Regions from separate parts of the Pan troglodytes genome. Here region 1 is linked to region 2. Evidence: chromatin contacts called from public HiChIP or PLAC-seq data. All regions are on one chromosome and are shown on one strand. Each heading gives the region's core, a stretch centred on a gene start, on an enhancer-like site or on the middle of the called end of the contact. The rest is flanking DNA. Distances are from core to core; before and after follow the strand shown. Region 1 holds the start of FAM111A (FAM111 trypsin like peptidase A). Region 2 holds the start of ZFP91 (ZFP91 zinc finger protein, atypical E3 ubiquitin ligase).

Evidence for each region. HiChIP or PLAC-seq counts read pairs in DNA pulled down with a chosen protein or histone mark.
Region 1: an H3K4me3 HiChIP or PLAC-seq map of stem cell-derived excitatory neurons shows a contact between it and region 2, with 5 times the contacts expected there. The contact joins the promoter of FAM111A here to the promoter of ZFP91 in region 2. A contact is called at or near these places in 1 of 7 Hi-C or Micro-C datasets (stem cell-derived neural progenitor cells) and 1 of 1 datasets of contacts at active chromatin or transcription factors (stem cell-derived excitatory neurons).

Annotation. Positions count from the first base shown.
Region 1 is chr9:61,370,309-61,374,671 of NHGRI_mPanTro3-v2.0_pri, forward strand. It overlaps FAM111A (FAM111 trypsin like peptidase A), which reads left to right and starts at 2,692. Exons shown (of 6, transcript XM_063784068.1): 1 at 2,692-3,029; 2 at 3,166-3,387; 3 at 3,580-3,778.
Region 2 is chr9:60,860,913-60,865,897 of NHGRI_mPanTro3-v2.0_pri, forward strand. ZFP91 (ZFP91 zinc finger protein, atypical E3 ubiquitin ligase) reads left to right here and starts at 3,267. Exons shown (of 11, transcript XM_016920924.4): 1 at 3,267-4,370. The coding sequence starts at 4,033. It overlaps LPXN (leupaxin), which reads right to left and starts at 668. Exons shown (of 9, transcript XM_063784053.1): 1 at 506-668. The coding sequence starts at 518.

The DNA of each region.
Region 1 (4,363 bases), core at 1,442-3,941, 510 kb after region 2:
GTTCATACCTGTAATCCTAGCACTTTGGGAGGCCAAGGTAGGCGGGCTGCCTGAGTTCAGGAGTTTGAGACCAGCCTGGGGAACATGGCAAAATCCTGTAGTCCCAGCTACTCAAGTGGCTGAGGCATGAGAATCGCTTGAACCTGGGAGATGGAGGTTTCAGTAAGCCAAGATCATGCCACTTCACTCCAGCCTGGGTGACACAGTGAGACTCTGTCTCTAAAAAAAAAAAAAAAAAAAAGAAAAAAGAAAAAAATAGCCTGTTTAATGAAGCATTGACAAGGAACCCAGGCTATGATTATAGAATAGGAACTTCATAGTAATTGTAAGAACTCTGGTTCTTAGAAGACAAAAGTTAAATTTAATAAATAAGTTTAATGGCCAAAATATCTTTTTAAAACTTGTTTGTAGTCTTTAGAATGTGAATTTTATTTGGTTTAGATCTTACTAAGCTATATTTTGTAACTGAAATTAATACTTCATTTTTGCCTGAAATTAGTAGAAAAAACAACAGCTAAAGTTTGCTACAGATAAATAAATGTCAATATTAGACTTTTTTTCTTTTGAAAAGGTAGGGAACTTTAATTAGTAATATAAGTTAAGAAAATGACAAAGATGTCAGATAATGAAGAAAAAATGTGACAGTAATCTTTCATCCAAAAAAAGGTTATGTTCCTATTGTCTAAAGCCAAAATATATTTCATTGCAAATATATATAAAGTTTAAGAATTGTTATTTTAGGCCCTTTCCGCAATAAGCCAACACATAACTTATCATGCCATAAATGTTTTTAAAAGAAATATGATTAAAATTATACAAAACGACATAAAAATTTCAGAAAGAATGTTGATAAATATCTTGGTACATAGTAGATTTAGTTGCACAGATATTAGGTGGTACAAGTTTTATATCTTCTATAATAATAACTTTTTATTATCTCCTTGTGCACTAATATTTCCATATATCAAAGTCATTTGAATAACCTTTCTAGTAAATCTCAACTTTGTAGATTGAAAACTTTTTTAAAAACTTTATTTAAGTTTAGTGGTACATGTGCAGGTCTGCTATATAGATAAACTCATGTCATGGGGGTTTGATGTACAGATTATTTCACCACCAAGGCATTAAGCCTAGTACCCATTAGTTGTTTTTCCCGATCCTCTCCCTTCTTCCATCCACCACCCTCCGATAGGCCCCAGCGTCTGTTGTTCCCCTCTGTGTGTCCATGTGTTCTCATCATTTAGCTCCCACGTATAAGTGATAATATGCAGTATTTGATTTCTGTTCCTGCATTAGTTTGCCAAGAATAATGGCCTCTAGCTCCATCCATGTCCCTGTATAGGACATGATCTCCTTATTTTTTATGGCTGTGTAGTATTCAATGGTATACTGAGTTTTCTTTATCCAGCCTACCACTGATAGGCATTTAGGTTGATTCTTTGCTATTGTGAACAGTGCTGCAAGGAACATACGTGTTCGTGTGTCTTTATGAAAGAATGATTTATATTCCTTTGGGTACATACCCAGTCATGGGATTGCTGGGTTGAATGGTAGTTCTGTTTTTAAGTCTTTCAGGAATTGCCACACTGTTTTCCACAATGGTTGAACTAATTTACACTCCCACCTAGTATATAACCCTTCCTTTTGGAAACAAATTTTATCAGTATATTCAATTCTGAACACCCATGTTTTAGAAAATGTTAAGCCTATTGTCCTTTAATCACTATTTGCTTACACATTAAAATGTAAAACAGGCAAAAGAGAAAGAAGGAAGAAAGGAGGGAGGGAGGGAGAAAAGTGAGAAAGAAAGAAAGATAAAAGAAAAAAGAAAGAAGAAAGAAAGAAAGAAGAAAGAAAGAGAAAAAAGAAAGAGGAAGAAAGGAAGGAAGGAATGAAGAAGAAAAGAAAAAAGAGAAAGAAGGAAAGAAAAAGAAAAAGGAAAGAGAGAGAGAAAGAAAGAAAGAGAGAGAGAGAAGGAAAGAAAGAAAGAAAGAGAGAGAAAGAAAGAGAGATAAAGAAAGAAAGAAAGAAAGAGAAAAGAAAATTTTCTCCAGAGTAGAATTATTGGCTGCTATTGTTTGGATGCTGGGTACTAGCTGTGATTACCCTTTGTGAATGTAGGAATGCACAGATTCCAAAAGTGAGTCGCATAGAAAAAGTCAGCATTCAAATATGTTTTAAGGTTACTCTATCCAAACCCCAAAGAAACCACAGAAGATGAAGCAGTAATTTTAGCTTCTCTTGGTGTATTGTACATGCATTTAAGGCCAGTTCCTTCCTTCAAATTCCCATGTGTTTTGTAGTTACCAACACACCTTTCAACCCTATCTGTTTATATACATCATATAGTCCTCTGTCAATTGCATAAAAGTTGTCCCCTTTGTGACTGTAATCGCCTTTTCCAATACACATCTACTCAGAATGCAGGTCCTTAAACAGCAGGCTGCCTTGAAAACCCTCTCCAATCTTCTTTGATCATCAGCTTTGAGATGCATATTCCTAGAGGCCATATCATCTTCTTCATCACTATCATAAACGTCTCCACATATTGATGAACGTTTGGAGAATCGATTTATGACAAGGGAGTTTACTCTTCCTGCATCCGCGGCTTCTTCGTGATTTTGTCCTAGTCACCGGGCCTATCCCACCTGCTGGGGATGCCGCCCCCTCGGAAGTGCCTGAAATCTCCCCACTTACCCAACTAGCCTCAGCGCCTCCTGTGTGCTGCAGCAGATGGCGCGCTGCAGACCCCAGCCTGGTGCCTCCGCGACTCCTCCCCAACCATGATTTACAGGCGGGGACAGCCACATTCCTGCGCCCCGACTTCCACCTCCGCTTCCCGCGCGCGCGAGACTCAAGCTGCCACAGTGGCTCTGCCGCCAGCGTCCCAGCTCCTCCCACACCCGAGTTTTTATTTCCTGCTCCCTCTCCAGCCCGGCCCAGGCCAGCCTACCGGCGACTAGGATGCTTTCGCTTTCGCTCTCGCTTTCCAATACTCGGGACTGGGGAAACCGGGAGAATAGAAGCAGGCAAGGACCGCCGTGGGCATGGGGTCAGTGAGACAGGGTCCTGCTCGCGGCGTCAAGGAGGAGTGCTGCGGGTGGGTAGGGTAGGCGCGCCCCCTCGGCCTTGCCTTTCCAACCACTCTTTTTTGCACGCCAACAGGTGTCCCCAGCGCAGCCAATCGGCTTCCGAAGTAGGTGAGTTGCTGCCTGAAGAGAAAAGACAAACTCCAGTATCTTTCATTCCATTGGCCAGACGCGCCATTCCCCAAGTGAGTTCTGTTCTCCAACCAAAGTGCTGGATTCCAAGGGACTGGAAGGGAAAGTCCCTAAAAATCACGAGTTCAGGCGTCTGAGACTTGGTGGGAACGGACCTTCCTCTTAGGTGAGTTACTCTTTGGTTCTGGGGCTGACCTGGAGTTTTGCCAGGGTTCATTGGCCGCAGCAGGATGCTGGTGGGGACAGGGTAAATAAAATCTGCACTCCTGCGGGCTTTTATTGTTGAAAGGGGCACTGACGCTCTCCCTGGAAACGTAAAAAGAACAGCCAAGTGAACGGATGTGTCTTTCTTTTGCAGTGCCCAAGCCTGTTCTAATTTTTAAAAACTGATGTCTATTAAGACCCAATGTTAACTTTATGAAAATGGTTCCTAAGGAGAGTGACATCTCTGTGTCCGAATTCTGTGTGCAGCAAACATCATCTCAAGTGCGTTTTCCCAACTACGCTTCTTTCCAGGATAAAATACTCTAAGTGACAAATGTTGAGTACATTATCAGGTATGTTCATTATTGTGAGAACTGAAGCCATCTACACTCACATAGCTTGCCAACTACATTAACCTGACTTCTTATTCCATTATTTTCATCAACAAACATTTACTATTTCAAGAAACTTTTGCCAGGGACCGGAAAGTTGCAAATATCTTTATTGCTTAATCCAGTATCTTCTTCAAAGATCCAACCACTCTTCAATGGAAAACATCAAAGAACAGTTTACATTCTAAGACTTTGAACCTTTACCTCAAAATCCTAGCCTTGTTTTATCTACCAATCCTAAACTGTTACCCGTAGCTGACTCAATTCTAACCAATTCCCCTCATTAAATATTAGAGTTACAATGGGACTTCAAAATCTCAATACATATAGCCCAAACTTGCTCTTCCCTCTCTGAGACACCACTTAAATTCTGTCAAGTTATTGTTCTCCATTACCTAAGTGAGCAAGAAACTTAGCTTTGTCTTATCAACAGGTTGCTTTGATATTACTGGGAGCCAACATTTGACATTCTTGGAGGCTCCAGCAAGACCTAATCAACCTCCCAACCCTCAACTCAGAATCAGTGTGTGCCCTGAAGTCCCTTCA
Region 2 (4,985 bases), core at 2,017-4,516:
TACTAAAACATGGAACAAATGAAACCACTCTGGCCTTTTTCCAACCTCTACAGATCCCTCATTCTTACACTTCTAGTCCGTCTTTTCTTCCTCATAACACCCCAACTCCCTTTTTGCTCTTTCTTTTCCTCCTCAAATCATATCTCTGCATTGTCTCGCTATGTGGCCACCCTATGATCTCCAGTGACCTCCAAAGGGCAAAACGCCCATAACAAGACAACAACTGCAGTAACAATCCAGTCCAAAAGTATTTGCCAAGAGTTTATTCTGCTGTTAGCACCAAACTCTCCATCTATTTTGCCACTGCAAACAGTGAACCCATAGTTCCCCAAAACAATCATAGTTCCTCATGCTTCACTCCTGGCAGGGCTGAGGACAGGAAAGAAGTGAAAATAAAATCTTCCATTACTACCCTCAGTCTAGCCAGAAGTATACCCCACCACACAAGGAGATGGCAGCCAAGTCTTCACTCCCTCAGAGTTTCTCCTCCAAGCTCCTCACTCACCTAACTCTTCCATTGTCCTACATCCAAGATGCTCTTGTCTCACAGGCCGTGAGGAACAGCTTTGGCATGTGCTGAAGAAGAGGACCGCAAAGGAACTGGATGAGACAGCATAAGACAGCCTCTATAAACCTTTTTGGTTCCTGTATTTGCTTAGCACTTCCTCTCTTTTGATTTGGTGAGCTTTTTTTTTTTTTTCCATAGGTTACACAGTTTTAAAACTGCGACTGACATAGAAAGGTAGATAGTAAGATTTGCATTATGGCAGTGCATTGGCCAGGGTGATAGATTCAAAATTAATTTTGCAAAATTTGAGGACCTACTCTGTGCCAGGATTCATCTTGGATTCATGGGAACGGCAGACTTATACTTGCGTTTTTTCCAAGTGTAGGTACCCCACTCTGAGCATCTTTCTTTTTTTTTTTTTTTTTTTCTGTGAAGCTGGGAGACACAGAGGCATAGTCTCCTTCTTAAAATTTGCATCAGAGTTGACCAGCATCCATTTCATTTTGTTGTCTTATTTATTCAGAAATTATGGTTATCTGCTTTCCTGCATGGAATGTAAATCCTTAAAAGTAGGGCAGAAGTGGATTCATGATTGGATTCTCAGGGCCTGGTTTACTCAGTGGTCCCAAAAGCAAACATCTATAGGGTGGTCACAAAGAAGGAAGCCAGGTTTGACACCAGATGTTAAACTGTGTGCATCTCAATTAAGCATAATCCCTGCCTAGATACACTGCCTTATAGCAATTTCTTTGGAAAGTGACACTGAGGTTAACTCTTCACCTTTTTTACCACTGTGATTTATTCACCTTGAATTAAACATTTACAAAAGGCCTACTATAAAAAGGCAATATGTAAGGAACTATAATTATGGCCCTGTGAAATAGATTTTTTCCCCCTTTTTACCAATGGTGAAATAGGTTCATGTAATAGCAACTTGCTAAGATAATTAATTGGTAGCTTTGCTACTTACTATAATTGCAAAGTCTGGGATCTTTCCTCTACAACACAGTAGTCTTCTTTATTTTTTTTAAGACAAGCTCTCTGTCACCCAGGCTGGCGTGCAATGGTACTATCATAGTTCAGTGTAACCTCCAACTCGAACTCCTGAACTCAAGCGATTTGCCCTTCTCAGCTTCTGGAGTAGCTGGGACCAGAGGTGCATCCCATCACGCCACTAGGTTAGCTTAAAAGCTTTATTTTTATTTTTTATGTAGAGGGTGGTCTCCCTATGTTGCCCAGGCTGGTCTGGAAGTTCTGGGCTCAAGGGATCCTCCCACTTTGGCATCCAAAAGCGCTGGGATTCCGGGGGTGAGCTACCATATCCAGCCCACAGTGGCTTTTTTTAGGGAATAATTCATTCTCCATTCCACTGTCTGTACATTTTTTTTTTTTTTGAAAGGAGATTTCTCCTCTGTATTACTTTGAGCATCCATTGGATGTCAGCACTGTTCCTTCCAAAAGTCTGCTCACTGCAAACTCAATCTTAAAAAATTTCCATTGACACTATGCCAATCGATTATTACAACTGAAAATGACATTAGCTCTATGAAAATGCAAAATACTCAGTAGAGAATATAAAACATTTGTCTAATATGAAGTGGTATCTGAGTCAAAGTACTGGAAGGAAAAATGTACTTCAGCACTTGTCTACAGTTTAACTGAATGATTAATGTGAAATTTAAAATTGGATCCCCAGATCTTGTTTCCAGCTTCTTTCTTTTGGGACTTTTAGCCCTGGATGCCTTATTTTCCATGGGTAAAGGATGTTCTTGCAAATCGTTCCTTGATTGTAATGGATGAAAAGAAAAAAGAAATGGGAGAGGCCCACTGCATCACCAACTGCAACGGAAATTCCCTTTGATGAATCAGGAAGACAAATTAATGTCATACGCTAGCGTGCAGAAAAGTAACCTCTGATAAAGTTGCTATTGTATAAACCGCAGAAGCAGATGGCTTCCGGCCGCAGAGCTTAAGAGACCCTTCAGCTTCTCGGTGTAGGTCACCAGAGTCACGTCACGCTCACAACCCTTTCGCCTCCCTCTAGGTCAGGCACCGCATCCAAGTTAAGCAACCGACGCCGGCTCCTTGGTGTCCCAACAAGGTCTAGTAGAAAAGCAACTTTATAATTCGTTTCACAGATTTGATTAAGAACCAACTGAGTAGTGGGCCTTGTGCTAGGGCTCCGAGGGCCCAAGGACCCCATGGAACCAGATTTAGTCGCTGACCTCTAGGAGCTCACAGGTGAGTGACTCACACACCGGAAGACGAGATCAATAATGTAGACATGAACGCTGGCTAGCCAGTCCCAGAGGAGGTGTCATCTGACCAAACCAAGGTAAGTCTGGGCAGTTACGCAGACACCCCGAGAAAGGTACGCCAACGCCCAGATAAAAAGTAAGAAAAAGTAGGAAAAACCCTCCCATCAGACCAGCAATTGGCTCGACGTTTGAGCCCGGATGTACGGCACGCGTCGCGACCTAACCCGGAAACACTGCCTCCCGAAAAAAAGGTGAACTCTAGGCTGCGGAAAGTAAACTACCTTTCCCGTCGTGAATCAGTCAGAACCTCCCGGCATCCTCTCCACCTCTGGTTTCCCATCTATTTTTCCTAAAGCCTAGGCGAAATAAGACTTCATCTCCCAGAATGCCCTTGGTTAAGTTAACGGTGCGCATGCGCCAAGAGGCGGGCCCTCGTTGCCCCCACAACCCCGCCTCCGTTTTGCCGCCGCCATTTTTTCAGAGACTTTCATCCGGCAACCGACGGGGCTTTTTTTCTTAAAGGAGAAGCGACAGCTCAAAATACTACCCCCTTCTCCGCGCAAGATCTGGCGGCGCTGGGGACAGAAAGGCCAAAAACAGGAAAGTGGGGTAGGGTGGAGGCGGAAGAACGCCCAGGCTACTTCTGCGGCCTAAAGAAGAATAGAAAGAGCCCTTGTGGTATCAGTGGCTCCTCAGGGAGGCAGGTGCGCGCGCAGCCAGTCTAGGGTTTGCGTGAGGCGGGGAAAGAGGTGCGATTTCTTCTCACCCGCCTCCCTCGCGAGACCTGCCCCTCGCACTGCCCCTAGCGCGCGTTGAACTCTGGAGGGGGGAAAAAGGTCACTTTGGGATTGTCGCGAGACACAGCCGTTTAACGGTGAGAACGGGTGCGCGGGGAAGGAAACCTCGCGCGCTCCCTTTTAGCCGTTTCCTGATTGGCTGAAGGAAGGGGTGGGGGCGGGAACCTGGGGCGCCGCTGCGTGTAAGACTGCGAGGGGCGGGGTGAGGAAGCTTGTCCTCTTCTCCGATTGGCCCGCTGAGCGTCTGGCGGGCGCGCGCGCGCGCGCGCCGCCAGCGGTAGCAGACCTTGAGTGGCAGGGGGTGGGGGGGGCGCCCTCGGAGCCGGGCGGAGGGGAGGGGGGAAAGAGGAGCGCAGGGTGAGAGTGAGCCGCAGGCTTCGGGAGGCGAGGGGGCGGGGGGAGCAGCGCCGAGGCCGCCGCCTCCGCCTCCGCCGCCTGGGACTAGGGGGTGGGGGACGGACAAGCCCCGATGCCGGGGGAGACGGAAGAGCCGAGACCCCCGGAGCAGCAGGACCAGGAAGGGGGAGAGGCGGCCAAGGCGGCTCCGGAGGAGCCCCAACAACGGCCCCCTGAGGCGGTCGCGGCGGCGCCTGCAGGGACCACTAGCAGCCGCGTGCTGAGGGGAGGTCGGGACCGAGGCCGGGCCGCTGCGGCCGCCGCCGCAGCTGTGTCCCGCCGGAGAAAGGCCGAGTATCCCCGCCGGCGGAGGAGCAGCCCCAGCGCCAGGCCTCCCGACGTCCCCGGGCAGCAGCCCCAGGCCGCGAAGTCCCCGTCTCCAGTTCAGGGCAAGAAGAGTCCGCGACTCCTGTGAGTAACAGTCTTTCAGGCGGTGGGAAAGACCCCCCTCTGTCCGTACGCAACCTTCTCGGCTCCCGTAGCGCCTGTTCCACGTGACATCCTGCCTGGTCTGCCCCCTGCCGGCTCCGCACGCCAAATGTCACACCGTTTCCCCGGGAGCCTTCGTGCCTCCTCTCTGCGCCACCCTCATCTCGCTCCTGTACTTTTGCCTGTCGGGCCGTTTCCCCACTCCCCGAAATCATCTTTTGATACACCCCTGCACTCGCTAGTGATCCACCTCCTCCCTGCCACCCGCAGGCTCATCCCTCTTTCTGGCATCGGCACCCCCTTTGTCAACCTATCCCTTTCCTTTAGGCGGCTCTCCAGTATTACATCACATGCCCTTTAGGGAATCCACAGCCCGATCATAGCCTTCAAAAATGTGTCCCCCGCCCCTTCGCGTTAGCTCAAGAGCCAGATGTACTAGTGTGTTTATGTAGCTTTTTTTTTTTTCACTTTTCTAAATTTTCGCAACCCTTCTCATTCTTTTGAGAAATTTGCTACTTATTATGGTCAGGTTAAAAGCCCACTGCTACGATTTTAATTATGGAGTCTTTCATATAAAATTATATGAGCATTCTTTAA